Linked DNA regions of Mus musculus: region 2 is linked to region 1. Evidence: chromatin contacts called from public promoter capture Hi-C data. All regions are on one chromosome and are shown on one strand. The core of a region is the stretch at or near the end of the contact, and the rest is flanking DNA. Distances in the headings are between cores, read along the strand shown.

Evidence for each region. Promoter capture Hi-C pulls out the DNA fragments that hold promoters and counts their contacts.
Region 2: a promoter capture Hi-C map of liver shows a contact between it and region 1, with 4 times the contacts expected there. The contact joins the promoter of Mecr here to the enhancer-like site in region 1. A contact is called at or near these places in 21 of 39 promoter capture datasets (the C10 cell line, the HPC-7 cell line, HPC-7-derived erythroid cells and 11 more), 5 of 15 datasets of contacts at CTCF or cohesin (the G1E-ER4 cell line, embryonic stem cells, pro-B cells and 1 more), 156 of 484 Hi-C or Micro-C datasets (the AtT-20 cell line, B cells, the BV-2 cell line and 76 more), 29 of 115 datasets of contacts at active chromatin or transcription factors (SST interneurons, Th17 cells, a beta-TC-6 cell line and 16 more) and 4 of 9 other capture datasets (adipose tissue, embryonic stem cells, liver and 1 more).

Annotation. Positions count from the first base shown.
Region 1 is chr4:131,720,301-131,726,580 of GRCm38.p6, forward strand. No RefSeq gene overlaps it. Among named protein-coding and RNA genes, the nearest start is that of Gm42321, 13 kb to the left of the region's middle. Within about 2 kb of position 2,206, at least 14 of the 459 cell types and tissues checked have an H3K27ac peak or open chromatin away from gene starts, as enhancers often do. A contact at or near this core is called in the AtT-20 cell line, kidney, liver and 1 more, where this site is marked.
Region 2 is chr4:131,840,211-131,846,490 of GRCm38.p6, forward strand. It overlaps Mecr (mitochondrial trans-2-enoyl-CoA reductase), which reads left to right and starts at 3,261. Exons shown (of 10, transcript NM_025297.2): 1 at 3,261-3,468. The coding sequence starts at 3,293.

The DNA.
Region 1 (6,280 bases), core at 956-3,455:
TCTCTTTATTACTATTACCTGCAGGTTCTCATGGGTGACACCCGAGCCTTAGAGAAGAGACTAAGACTGAGATCTCAGCCTCTCCTGGGTCTATGCCCCAGTGTGGTGGTACCAAGATGCCCTTTCTACTTGTATGAAGCAAGAAGCCACTTCTCCTGTCTCTGCATCAAATACACAGGGAAACTGGACCAGAGACGTACATGGTGTCACACAGCAAGAGGGACAAAAGCTGGTCCGGGTCTTCCCGGAAGCCTTCTCCCGGCAGAAGCCTGGCAAAGATGGGAGCCATAGTCATTTTGGATCACACAAACAAGTCAACCCTTCGTGACCGCACAGCCTGCAGCTTCTCCCTCCATTCCTTTCCTCCTCCTGGTCTGAGGCCGTTGTGACCTGTGCTTTTATGATTAATCATTTCACAGTAAATCTCCACTTACTCTCCCACCAGGTCACCCAAGCTGGCTCTTTATTGTTAAGTAAATAATGCAGGTAGCTTGTGCCACGCTGTGGCCAGCTCTGAGGACCCAGTCAGTGGGAGGAGCAGCTGGAGGAACCTGGGGGAGCCACAGGCTCTGTAGACAGAAAATAATCACAAGACGACAGGTGTGTGGGCACGACTCCTTGAAAACGGGAAAGCTGTAATGAAATCGGCTTTTCCTCCAAAGCTCTAGGTGAGATTTTAAATGAACAGGATAAACTTGGGGGCTGTGCCTGGGCTCAGGGACAAGAACTTAACTTAATCTTTGCACCACTGCTTGACAATGAGACCACAGTCTACAGCCCACCAGGCCCTCCTTAATGTTAGCCGGGCTAATCAAGCCACCTGGTTGATGAGGTCCAGAAGCGCTGGCAGAGGTGCCCTGGTGATGGCCCCAATGGAGCCTGGGGAGATCTCTCCTACCTCCAGCTTCCTTCTTCTCTGATTGTCTAAAAGGAAAATGGTAGTGGGCAAGAAACCAGGAGATGGGATGCTCAGCCCATTGTGGACAGGGTTTTCGGGAGGACCTTGTCCCTTGGTTCCGCTGTTCCTAGAATTGGTCAGATGTCCCCCCACTTCCCCCTCCCAGGCCTGTACCATCAGACTCTTGCTACCCAGACCCTTCCAGGTATCTCTGCAAGACGTAGAGACCCGAGTCACTGTCTCCAGGTGGCGATGTCCTCTCCTGCTTCAAACCTTAAACCTAAGCACGCATGCCAAAGACAGGAAGTCCAAAGCTCCAACCACTCCCCAACCCTTGTCATCCTGCAACTTGCGGCTTGAAAAGGCATGCCGGTGAGTGACAGTGGCCGCCATATGCTTGGTTTCTGAATCCTCCCCGTCTCCATCCCAGGCACCAATTCCCATCTAAGTGCCAGGCGCAAAGTCCACGGGGATCATAGCACGTACTGCCCACAAGGAGCCAAAGAGAGAGAAACTACAGGGGATCTCTGACTTACAATGGGATTACTTCCTGATCCATCCACCCTATATGGAGAATACTGCAAAGCTGACCATCATAAGTCAGGTAACTGAGAACCGCCAAGTGAGGACTAGACTAAGTGTTCAGAGTGGCCCCATTTCTAGTTTCCTGTACCTCTCATGGGCTGTGATAACCAGATCCTGATTGCAAGGAGAGAAAGATTTGCTCCTGTTGGCCCTTCCTCGAAGTCCCCAGAGGGTCCTCAGAGCTGTCCCCACAGGCTGAACCAATCAAGTTAGGACCATAGGGCCAGAGTACTGCCACATAAGGGAGGGTCTGTGAACAGCAGATACATATGAGGAGGGACCTGTAGCTGCTTGAGGGAGGACATCAGGACCTAAGAAAGAAAGCCACCAAGATTAATGGCTTGTGACAAAAGGAACTGCCGAGGCTTTACAGGTCAGAGAAAGTTCTGGAGTTTGGACTCCCTCCTGGAGGGAGGTCAAATGTCAATTCCTTATCTTATTTCCCATGAGTTTTGTCCAGCTTAGTGCAGGCCACCAGCTTCCTTCCTGGTGTTCAGATTGTCACTGTCTGACAGATTAAAGCACACAGTTGATTTTAGAGTCCCTGGGACCAAAAGCCCCCACACACACCCCCCCAAGAAGCTGGGTCCCCAGGTCAGGACTCCTCTGAAGTGGGATAAGCTTGTGGCCACAGACAATTCCCTTGCAGCCTCTGAGATTGCCTTGGTTGCCAGTGGTAACAGTGTCAAGTTCACACGTATGTGAGGCATGCCCTGCTGCTCCTCACCTCTTTGCTCTCAGTGCGGTGACCGTTGGTGACCTGGGTGGGAGCAGATACCAGCCAGTGAGAAGGAAGAAGGAACATTTCAAAGTCAAACATTCAGCAGGCCTTGGCTTGAAACCACCTCGGGTTCAGATCCAGGTCAGGCAGCTCCTGCTGAGCCCCGGCTACCCAAGCCCTGTCTCCTCTCTTGCAACTCCACCTTAGCTCCTGAACCTGGGCCACGGCACAGCAGAAACCTGGAAGCTAGCCAGCATGCTCGGTGGGTAGGTGGGGCAGCATCCAGACAGCAGGGAACTCTGTGTGTCTCTGTGTGTCTGTGTGTGTCTCTGTGTGTCTGTGTGTGTGTATGTGAGCACGCGGGCGCACACCCATGTGCATTCTGGGGTCATGCAGACAGACAAATACACAATGTTGACCTAGCCTGTCTTCTCTTCAGACCTGCCTTCTCCTACTTCCACATAAGGCCTTGGCCACACCCTAACCCCCACCCCCAGATTCCTCCCCTGAAATAGACTCATCCACCTGCCCTGGGGAGTATTGAAGGTTTCAGAGAAGAGACCTGGGAAGGGACTTCCAGGTGCCTGGCTTAAGCCAGCCTCCCTCTTCTCAGCCCCAACCGACACAAGCTGACTCTATCTTAGATCCCTGCCCTTCCTCCTGCCACTACAGAGCCACCATTCTGGACCCAGATGGCCCAGACGTGGCACTGCCAGTCCCTTAATTTCTTCATACCATCCTGTGTCTTCTCTCCACAAACGGTCAAGAGAATGGGAAGACACCCACCTGCATCTGTTCCACATTATCTCAGAACCAGCCTCAGGACCACCTGACACAAGACTTTAAACTCTAGACCAATGGTTCTTATCCTGTAGGTTACAATTCCTAACAGTAGCGAAATTGTAGTTATGAAGTAGCAACAAAATAATTATATGGGTCAGGGGAGGTGTCACCACAACACTAGGAACTGTGTCGCAACATCAGGATGGTGGAGAACCACTGCTCTAGACCAAAATCTGCTCGCGGTACTAAGGTTGTCACTGCATATATCCCTGCTATGAAAGGCTCTTCACCCAGTGAACTGCGGCTGCCTCCAGCCACACGGGGGCAGTGTGGGTCTTGGCTCGTCGCTCTATTTACTGTGACCCAAATTGGTCACAGTAAATGGCTTCATTTCATCCTTAGAGCAGCCTTCCCTCACTAGTGAGGAAACAGGTTCAGAGAGGTTAAGCAACTTGGCCAAGGTCACACAGGAAGCCGAAACCAGGATTTGTGTTCTTCTGACCTACTGCTGCCTCCAGTGTTTTTCTCAATGCGTCTGGACAAGGTGACTCAGCCCCCCACTTTGAGTCTGCAGCATGTGCCTTCCTGAGATCCAACTGGGAGCCGCCTGCTGCCCCCAAACTGGCATATGCTTCTTTGGAACCAGAGGCCCCAGTCTGAGTTGCCAGATGTCCATGTTGGTGCCAGCAGCAAAGACCAGGAAGGGGAACAGCAAGCAAGAGAAAGATTGATTAATTCACTGAGAAATGGAGACAGAGCCACGGGGATGGGTTTCAGCACACCCTAAGCCAAAGGCACGTCTGTACTCTCACGTACACACACACACATATACACACACACACACACACACACACATATGCAGGAACACATGCATGCACGTAAACACACGTTCTTTCATGGAAGGAAAGAACGCACAAATGGTGAAGGATTTGGGGTGGTTTGGAAATGAGCCACCTGGTAAAGAGGAAGATGAGAGGGAAAGGGGAGAGAAAAAGAGACAAGGAAAACAAGGGATACCTGAAAGGAGACAAAAATAGAAAATATGAACACAGATTGAAAGAGAGAGGGGGAAGAGATGAGAGAGAGCTTGTAGGAGATAAAATTAGAGAGAGGAACAGTCTGCAGGAAGAGAGACTAACAGCCCATCACCCCACTCACACAGAGATGGAGGCAAACATGGGGAGACACAGGCTATGTGCTATGGCACGCAGAAGGATAGAGGAGCAAGGACAGGGATGTGATAAAGGCTACCGAGGGACAAGATTAAGGCAGGCATGCTACCAGAGATAAAGAGAACAGGGATGGCAGCAGGAGAAAGCAGAGATTGAGGCAGGAGGGAGGTGACCCCTCACTCACCCACCGCAGTGCTCCTGGCTGCCCCTGCAGTGCTCCAGGCTTCTCCTGCAGTGCTCCAGGCTTCCCCTGCAGTGCTCCAGGCTGCCCCTGCAGTGCTCCAGGCTGCCCCTGCAGTGCTCCAGGCTGCCCCTCCTTAGCTCGCTGAGCTACCCAAGAAGCTAATTCCAGAGGCCAGCAACCAGACATGCTCTGTGCCCTGTCCCCACCTGAGTCCCCACAAGGACAAAGATGGGCAGCATAGGGCTCTTCTCAGTCCTGGCTATGAACCAGGCACACTGAAAGACAGAGAGAGCTGCCTGGGCTTAGAGCCACAGGGTCCCACCTGCAGGTTTCTAGCTAAGACTGTTGGAGGGCAGCACAGTCCAAAATGCCCACAAGGATGAGATGCAGCCTCTGTCCACGGAGTCCCAACATGGGAAACATCAGGTCTGGGTTCCAATGTCGTCTCTACTGGCTGCAACAGGCCTGGCATCAGTCACTTGGTCTGCTGCACACCTCAGTGGCAAGAATACTCACACCCCTGCTCCTCAGGTTGGTGAAGGAACTAGGTGCATATGTCAGTATTGCACAAAATCTGTCTCACCAGGAAAATCTGGAAAACTCGGAGATAAAGGTAAAAAAAAAAAAAAAAATGAGAGGCAGCCAAGATGAGTGCCCCAGAGTATACGGTCCTAGGAAGGGTGAGGCCATTGTAGCCAATTTGCTGATTACGTCCGAAGAAGGCTTGGAATGTAGAGAGCATGCACAGCTGTTGTAGCCACCACCAGGGGAACAGATGTGAGCAATAGGGTAGAGCAAGACCGTCTTCAGAGCATAGAGATCATTAGAGTTGGGATACACTCATCGACAAGTGTCACAGATGGGGAAACTGAGACCCAGAAATGAATCAACATGCCCAATCTCACTCAGTTGGCAAGGATTCAACTTAGCATTTGAATCCAGGTCTGGGTGCCCACCCACCCCCTCTTTGCCCAGCTGTAGGTCAGTAACTTGAAGGCAAATACAGAGGCTCAGGCAGGCAAGAGAGAGAACCTTGGATCATCAAAGTTTGTTTTTCCTGACAGTTGACATCCCCGGAACAAAGCCCAGGCAGGAGGGTGAGAAGCAGGAGTCAGTGTCTGTGCAGGGCACCAGGGTGGGGCAAGAAGGAATCACCTAACTGGCCTCAGAGTTCAAAGGCAGGGGTCTGGCCCCAAGTGCAGTCCTCTACTGACAAGGTACAAGAGGATCTCCCTTAGACCTTCAGGGGTTTTCTGACCTCATGTTAGAATGAGGATCACTGATCTGTGTTTAGACACTTGTCGGTGAGTGTATCCCAACCCTAATGAACTCTATGCTCCGAAGACGGTCTTGTTCTATCCTATTGCTTACACCCAGGGCCTGTTCCCACCAGTGGCCACAACAGCTATGCATGTTCTCTACATTCCAAAGCCTAAACACATAAAGGGTGATGTTTGGTGTCTTAGTTAGGATTACTATTGCTATGATGAAACACTATGACTGAAAGCAACGTGTGGAGAAAAAGGGTTTATTTAATCCACGGTTCCACCGTAACAGGTTCATCATCCAAGGCAGCAAGGGCAGGAACTCAACCAGGACAGGAACCTGGAGGCAGGAGCTGATTCAGAGGCCATGGAGGGGTGCTGTTCACTGGACTGCTCTCATGGCTTGCTCAGTCAGATTTCTCATAGACCCAGGACCGCCCACCCAGGGATAGCCACAGGCACAATAGGCTGAGCCCACTCCCATCAATCACTAGTTAAGAAAATGCCCTCTAGCTGAGCACTGGTGGCCTACACCTTTTATCCCAGCACTTGGAGGCAGTGGCGGGTAGATCTCGGTAAATTCAAGGCCATCCTGGTCTACAGAGAGAGTTTCAGAACAGCCAGGGCTGCAGAGAAAAGCCTGTCTTGAAAAACCAAAAATAAAAAAAGAAA
Region 2 (6,280 bases), core at 2,011-4,510, 120 kb after region 1:
GCTAGAAAAGGAAGAACTGAGCATCCCTGGTCTCCTTGGGTCCTCAAACTGCTGCTCAAGGAAGCAAAGACACAGCTCTCGAGGACCCGAGCATTAAACTGAGAGTCACCATGAGACAGAGGTAGAGGAAGGAAAAGTGATGGGCAAGACAGAAAGACATGCTGAAACAGAGAGAGATCTGGCAACCCGGAGCCGGCTGTGCGTTGGAGGGGGGGAGAACTGAAGTTTTGGGGTTTTGGTTTTTGTTTGGTTTTTGTTGTTGTTGTTTGCTCTTTTTATTAATCTCAAGTTTTGAGGTATGGACACTGAGAATCAGAGAGCATGATGTATTTGCGCAAGGTCACTCAGTCAGTCCATAAAGGTGTCAGGATTTGAACTCAAATCTGATCGGTTCCACGTTCTCTTGCTCCTTGGTCAGAGGACAGCCTCAGAGACTACGGTGAATGTGGTGTGCCAGTGTTAGCAACAGGTAAACAGAGGAAGAGAACATTGTTCCCCTTTGCTTTAAAAAGGGCCACAAACTTCAACAATCCTTGCAAGATAGAGAAAAGCCCTGGCTTGGAGTGGCTGCCCCAAATCTAGGGAGAAGGATAGGGTACCACAGTCAGTGCCAGGTCAGGAAGAAATTCAATTACCTGCAACTCATGGAATATTTATGATGCCTATCCTGTGTTAGGCCCCATATTGAGTGCTGGCATCCCGGAGATGAAATTTTGCCTGGAGGGGGAAGTGGACATATAAATAACTACAAGATAGTATCCTAAAGGCCATAACATTAGCCCAGAGAAATTACAAAGGCATTGGGGTTTGCTCAATAGAACAATATGTGAACCTGGAATTCCCCTGGAAGGTTAGACAGGAAAATTCATTTCAGTCGATCGAAACCTGAATAAAAGCGTAAGACAAGGAAGAGCTGGTGAGGGCGGAGTTGGGTGTAGTTGGGTCGCTGGCTATGTACAGTGCAAAAGATAAAGCCAGAAAGAGGGTAGGCATCAAAGTGCATATGGTCTTGAATGCAAAGCTAAGGCCAATAGGCTTAAACCCCTTCACCGGTTGTTCTCAAACTGTGTGACTGCCAGATGGCCTAGACCAAAGGGAAAGGTGAAAGGGTGTGGAGGGAGATGAAATCCAGCCTTAAGGAGGAAAACTTTCCAGCCTGATTCTCCAGACTTTCCTAGTTGGCTGCCTGGGGAGGAGGAGGAGCCAGTGGGCGGTGGGGGTGAGGGGATAAAGAGGAACATCCCAGTGTCACCTAGAGGATGCAGCAGAGGGACCTTGTGAACTTTCTGGCACAAGTATGCCTCCCTGTCACTGTGGAAATAGGTGTTCACGTGAGTGCACACCTATTGTGAGAACAGACTTTTCCCCTACTGGTAGGTATCAGATTTCTCTAATAAATGCAGTTATTGAGTCAAACCCCAGTGTTTTACAAAGTGATAGCTCTCATTTCATCCTCACACCATATTCCTGGAATCGTTTTAGAACGTTCCATATGTCAAACAGTGTGCTAAGTGGTTCAAGTGGTACTCGCTCCCTCGGTCTTCAAGACAACCTTGGGACTATTAGTCTCTTGATTATTGTTGAGCTTTTTTTGTCTTTGCCTTGTTAGAGATCAAACCCAGGACCTCACACGTGCTACCACTGAGTGTGCTCTACCACTGAGCTACCTCCCTAGCTCAGTTCCCTTCATTTTAACCATGAGGGAAACAGAGGCACAGAGAAGCCAAGTGACGAATTCAAAACCAAACATCCAGGAAATGGCAGAACCAGGATGCAAATCTAGATTTGCCTGAGTCCAGTTCCCAAAACCTTAATCTCTATGCTTTGGTGGGCTCTCCTCCTCAGAGAAAAATTTGTTTCCCACGGCAAGCTTTGGGTCAATCATCTTTGTCTTTCAAACGCTCTCTGATACTTATTTCCTGGGCTACCACATCACCGGACTCTGGGGAACGTCTAAGAATGTATACCTTTGGATCGTGTACCTCTCTCCATGTTTCTAAATCAGGAGTCCTAAAATGGAACCTCATCTGATTTCCATGCACGCAGTTTGGGAATGGAAGGACTGCCTCCTGCAGCACTTCCTTGCTCCCTTTCTTCAGCCTGCAACAGTGCACACTTGCATGTACACAAATGTTCCACGGACGGGTTATTTATGCTGATGTTTCTTTTCCACCAAAACTAAGAACCTGCGTCTTTCCAGGTTAATACCTTTTACAAAGAATTTTCATTTCCCACCCAATCTCTTTGTATGCTGTGAGCATTTTAAACGACATCTTCCTTCATGGGACCCCTCTCATAGCTGAACAGCTTGATGGTTTTACAATGTATTATCCTGTCAACCTTAACATTGTTCTAATGTTTTGTTTTTATTTTTCCTTAACATTGTTCTAATGTTTTGTTTTTATTTTTCTTCCCAAGACAGATTTTCTCTGTGTAGCCCTGACTGTCCTGGAACTCACTTTGTAGACCAGGCTGGCCTCGAACTCAGAAATCCGCCTGCCTCTGCCTCCCAAGTGCTGGGATTAAAGGCGTGCGCCACCACCACCCGGCTTCTTCTAATGTTTTATCCATTCCTCACAACCGTCTGAAATGAGGTATATCATTTTCATGGCATCAATGAGAAATAGGCTCCAAGTTGCGCTCACTTGCCCAAGCTAGGAAAGAGCTGCTAGGATTTGAGCCTGGTATTCCTGGTATGTTAACTCTGGGTAAAGAAGTCCCCAAGTCTTGGTAGAGCATGCCTCTAATCACAGCACTTGGGAAGCAGAAGCAAGCGGATCTCTGAATTTGAGGCCAGCCTGGTCTACAGAGGGACAGCCTGGAACACACAAAGAAACCTGTCTCGAAAAACTGATGATGGTGGTGATGCTGGGCTGATAAAGTCTTTGTGTTGTTCTGGGGGAACTGAAGATGAAATGATACTTTAAAAAGTCTGGCACAGTGGTATCTCAATAAAGAGTGCAAAGGGGATACTGAGGCCAGAATGTAAATGACTTCCCGGAAACACCACGCGACAAGCAGCAGTCACAGCTTTAAGCCAGTTCTGAACTCTCTTCATGGGTAGGCTGCTTTGGCTAGCTGTGCAACTTCTCCAGGTCTCTGAATACCTTACGTAGCCCACCCTCAATCCTCACACCAGTCCGGGAGAAACCCTACACCAATACCTGGGCAGAGAGCGAGCGGCCTCTTTTAAAGAAGGGGGCGCGGTCACGAGCGGGGCGGGGCTCAGGCTTGCTGTCGCGGACGAATGACGTAGTCCAGAGCGCCGGATTCTGCCAGTGCTGGAAGCAGCATGTTGGTCAGCCAGCGAGTGACAGGGGCGCGAGCCCGGGCACCTCAGCTTGCGGGTCTCCTCGAGGCTTGGTACCGCCACGGCCGGACCACATCCTCCTACTCCGCTCTCTCTGAGCCGTCACGGGTGCGGGCGCTGGTCTATGGCAACCATGGGGATCCAGCCAAGGTCGTCCAGTAAGAGTCGGCGCCGCCACCGGGGAGGGAGCTGGGGTTCCTGGAGGGTTTTGAGGCGGGCGGCGGACTGCCAGGAGAGGACAGGGTCCGAGGAAGAGGGTTCTGCTGTCCTACAGATGCCGAGACCCCAGGGCGTGCTTGCTGACCCGACACCGGTGCTTTCCGGCGGCCAAGGACCCGCGAGGCACCGGTGCCAGAGTTTACTGACCCATATTGGTTTGAAGATTGTGGCAGTCACTCCTTTGTCTCAGTGGATGCTTCCGACTATTTGTCACAGCAACAGTCTGGGGGTATTTATTGCATTTTTTTTTCAGATGAGAAAAGCGAGGCATAAGAAAGTTAAAATTAACATTTGCCCCAAGTCACCCAGCCAGTGAGAATAGAAATTTGAACATACGGTCTGACAGCCTACCTAGATTCTACACCTGTTTTTAAATAGGAGATTATTGTTTGCCTTTCACAGAGGCCGAGGGGCTTGTCTAAAATGATACGGCTAATTAGTGATTGGAATAGGTGCCGGAATTCACCTGTTTCTCATGCGAGTTCCCTTCCACCAAGCCATGTGTGCATCTTGGCCTAATTATGACGAGTTGTTTAAACCCAGCTTGATGGCATGTGCCGTTAATCCCAGCACTAGTGAGGCAGAGGCCCGCAGATCTCTGTGAGTTCAAGGCCAGTCTAGTCTACATAGTCAGTTCCAGGATAGCCAGGACTATAGAGAGAGACCCTGTCTCAAAACAAACAAGCAAAAAGGAGTTGTTTCATAATCCCAGGATGCTGAGGTAAAAGGGTTATGAGTTTGAGACCAACATGGGTTGCATAATGAGCCTTTGTCTCAAAATACACACTCACAGTAAAAATACATAAAAATTTAAAAAAAAATCTTCAAATACAGTTTAGGGGATGCGCATGGTGTGTGCCTGTAGTCCCAGCACTTGCTAAGGGAGGAAGATTGTGAATGTAATGCTAGCCTGAACTACATATTGAGACCCTGCCTCAAAAACAAACAAAAAGTGGACAAGTTGGGCTTACCAACATGCATCTTATTATTATTATTTCTTCCCTTCTTAAGGTCTCCCTGTATGGTCCCAGCTAGCCTAGAACATGTTGAGTAGCCTTGGCTGACCTGGAGTTTCTAGTGATCCTTCTACCTCTGCCACCCCCAGCCCCCAGCACTGGGGCTGAAGTTGCCTGCTTCTAATGGGGGAGGGAGCTCCTTTGGTTATATGTATGTATGTTTGTTTGTTTGAGATTGGGTCTTTGTAGCCCTGGATGGCCTGCCTCTGCCTCCTAAATGCTGGGATTAAAGGCTTGCAACTCCAAACCTACCCACCCCATCCCCCTTTTTAAACAGAGGCTGGGCTCTTAACTTCCAAGTGCTGAGATTGCAGGTGTGTTCCCCACTGTTCCTGCTCCCCTTCCTTTCTCTCCCCTCAGACAAGGTGTTCCTGTGTTGCCCAGGCTGATCTGGAATTTGTGGCCTCTCTTCCCCCCCCCCCCAGGTTCTCAAGGAATTTGAATTATTGTTGATATTCTTTTACATTGTTCTAGAGTGGGTGTGGCCAGAGGGCCCATGCCCCTGAGTTTATCCGAAGCTCCTCTCTGACTGTCAAAGCACCTAGCCGGTACATGAACCATTACAGTAATTCTGTCTGCTGTGAATCAAGGAGTTATAAAGGCACCACAGGGGAAACTTCCGGGGCTTTTTGGTGGAGTGACATTTGTTCATTCTTATCCCTGTATGGTATATTTGTGATGTGGCCCAGAGAACGAAGTGACCTTGCCAAACCCTCAGCTAAGCCAAGTTAGGGCAAAGAGCTGACTCTAGATTCCCTAATTCCCAGATTGGTGCTTTCACCTTAGCCCTACTCCAGACAACCTTAACAGCTCTTTTGACTGGTAAGATATGTGTAATTAGTTGGTAGCTCACATGCGGAAATTATGAATTAAGATCCAACAGAATTTTATAAGAGGATATTATAGACATAGAGGTTCAGAGGTTGACTAATTTGTCTAAGATCAAACATCTCATATTTGATTTTAAGAGAGGGAGGGAGGGAGGGAGGGAGGGAGAGAGAGAGAGAGAGAGAGAGAGAGAGAGAGAGCGCGCTAGCTCTCAGGAGTCAGTTCTCTCCTGCCGTCTTTAGCGAACAGGTGATGGAGCTCAGGTATCAGGTCTGGGCATCAGTACCTCCGACTGCTGAGCTGACCCATCAGCCATAAGTTGTATTTTGCTCATAGGGAATCAATCATGTCAGGATAGACACTTCCCTGGAGATTTTGCTGCAGTGAGGTGATAAAGTCCTTATGAGCAGGCCTCCATTTTCAGAAATGAACTCAAACTGAGAGCAGTGAGGTGGTGCTCCCAAAGGCTCATCATTTGTGTCCCTCGCCAGCCTGCTGCAAAGCACCTGCTCCTGTCATGTTAGCCGAACCCAAAGCTCATTTCGTTAAGAAGGTCACCTTTTATTGCATTCTCCCAAGGTGATAAGGAAGGCTTGGGTGGTTAAACAGCTGTGTGCAGTGGCCTCCTGATTGGTTTCCTGTTAGAGTGCCAGGGAAGCTGGGAACAGCCCAGTCTGTCTACAGATGCCTCCAGGAAAAAAGCCAGCAGCTTTTGTCTTCTATGTAGACTTCTAGTTATTTCCCCAAGTTCAGAGCATTCTCTTCAGCCTGGATTCACAGCTCAGTCTGTCACCTGTGCTACATTTGGAAACTACTTCTGGGCTCTGCCTCTAAAGTGCTCAGTGGGTCTATCTCGGCCTAGGGTGGCCATTTATTTACGCTTTTCAGGCCTCCCGGTGACTGATGC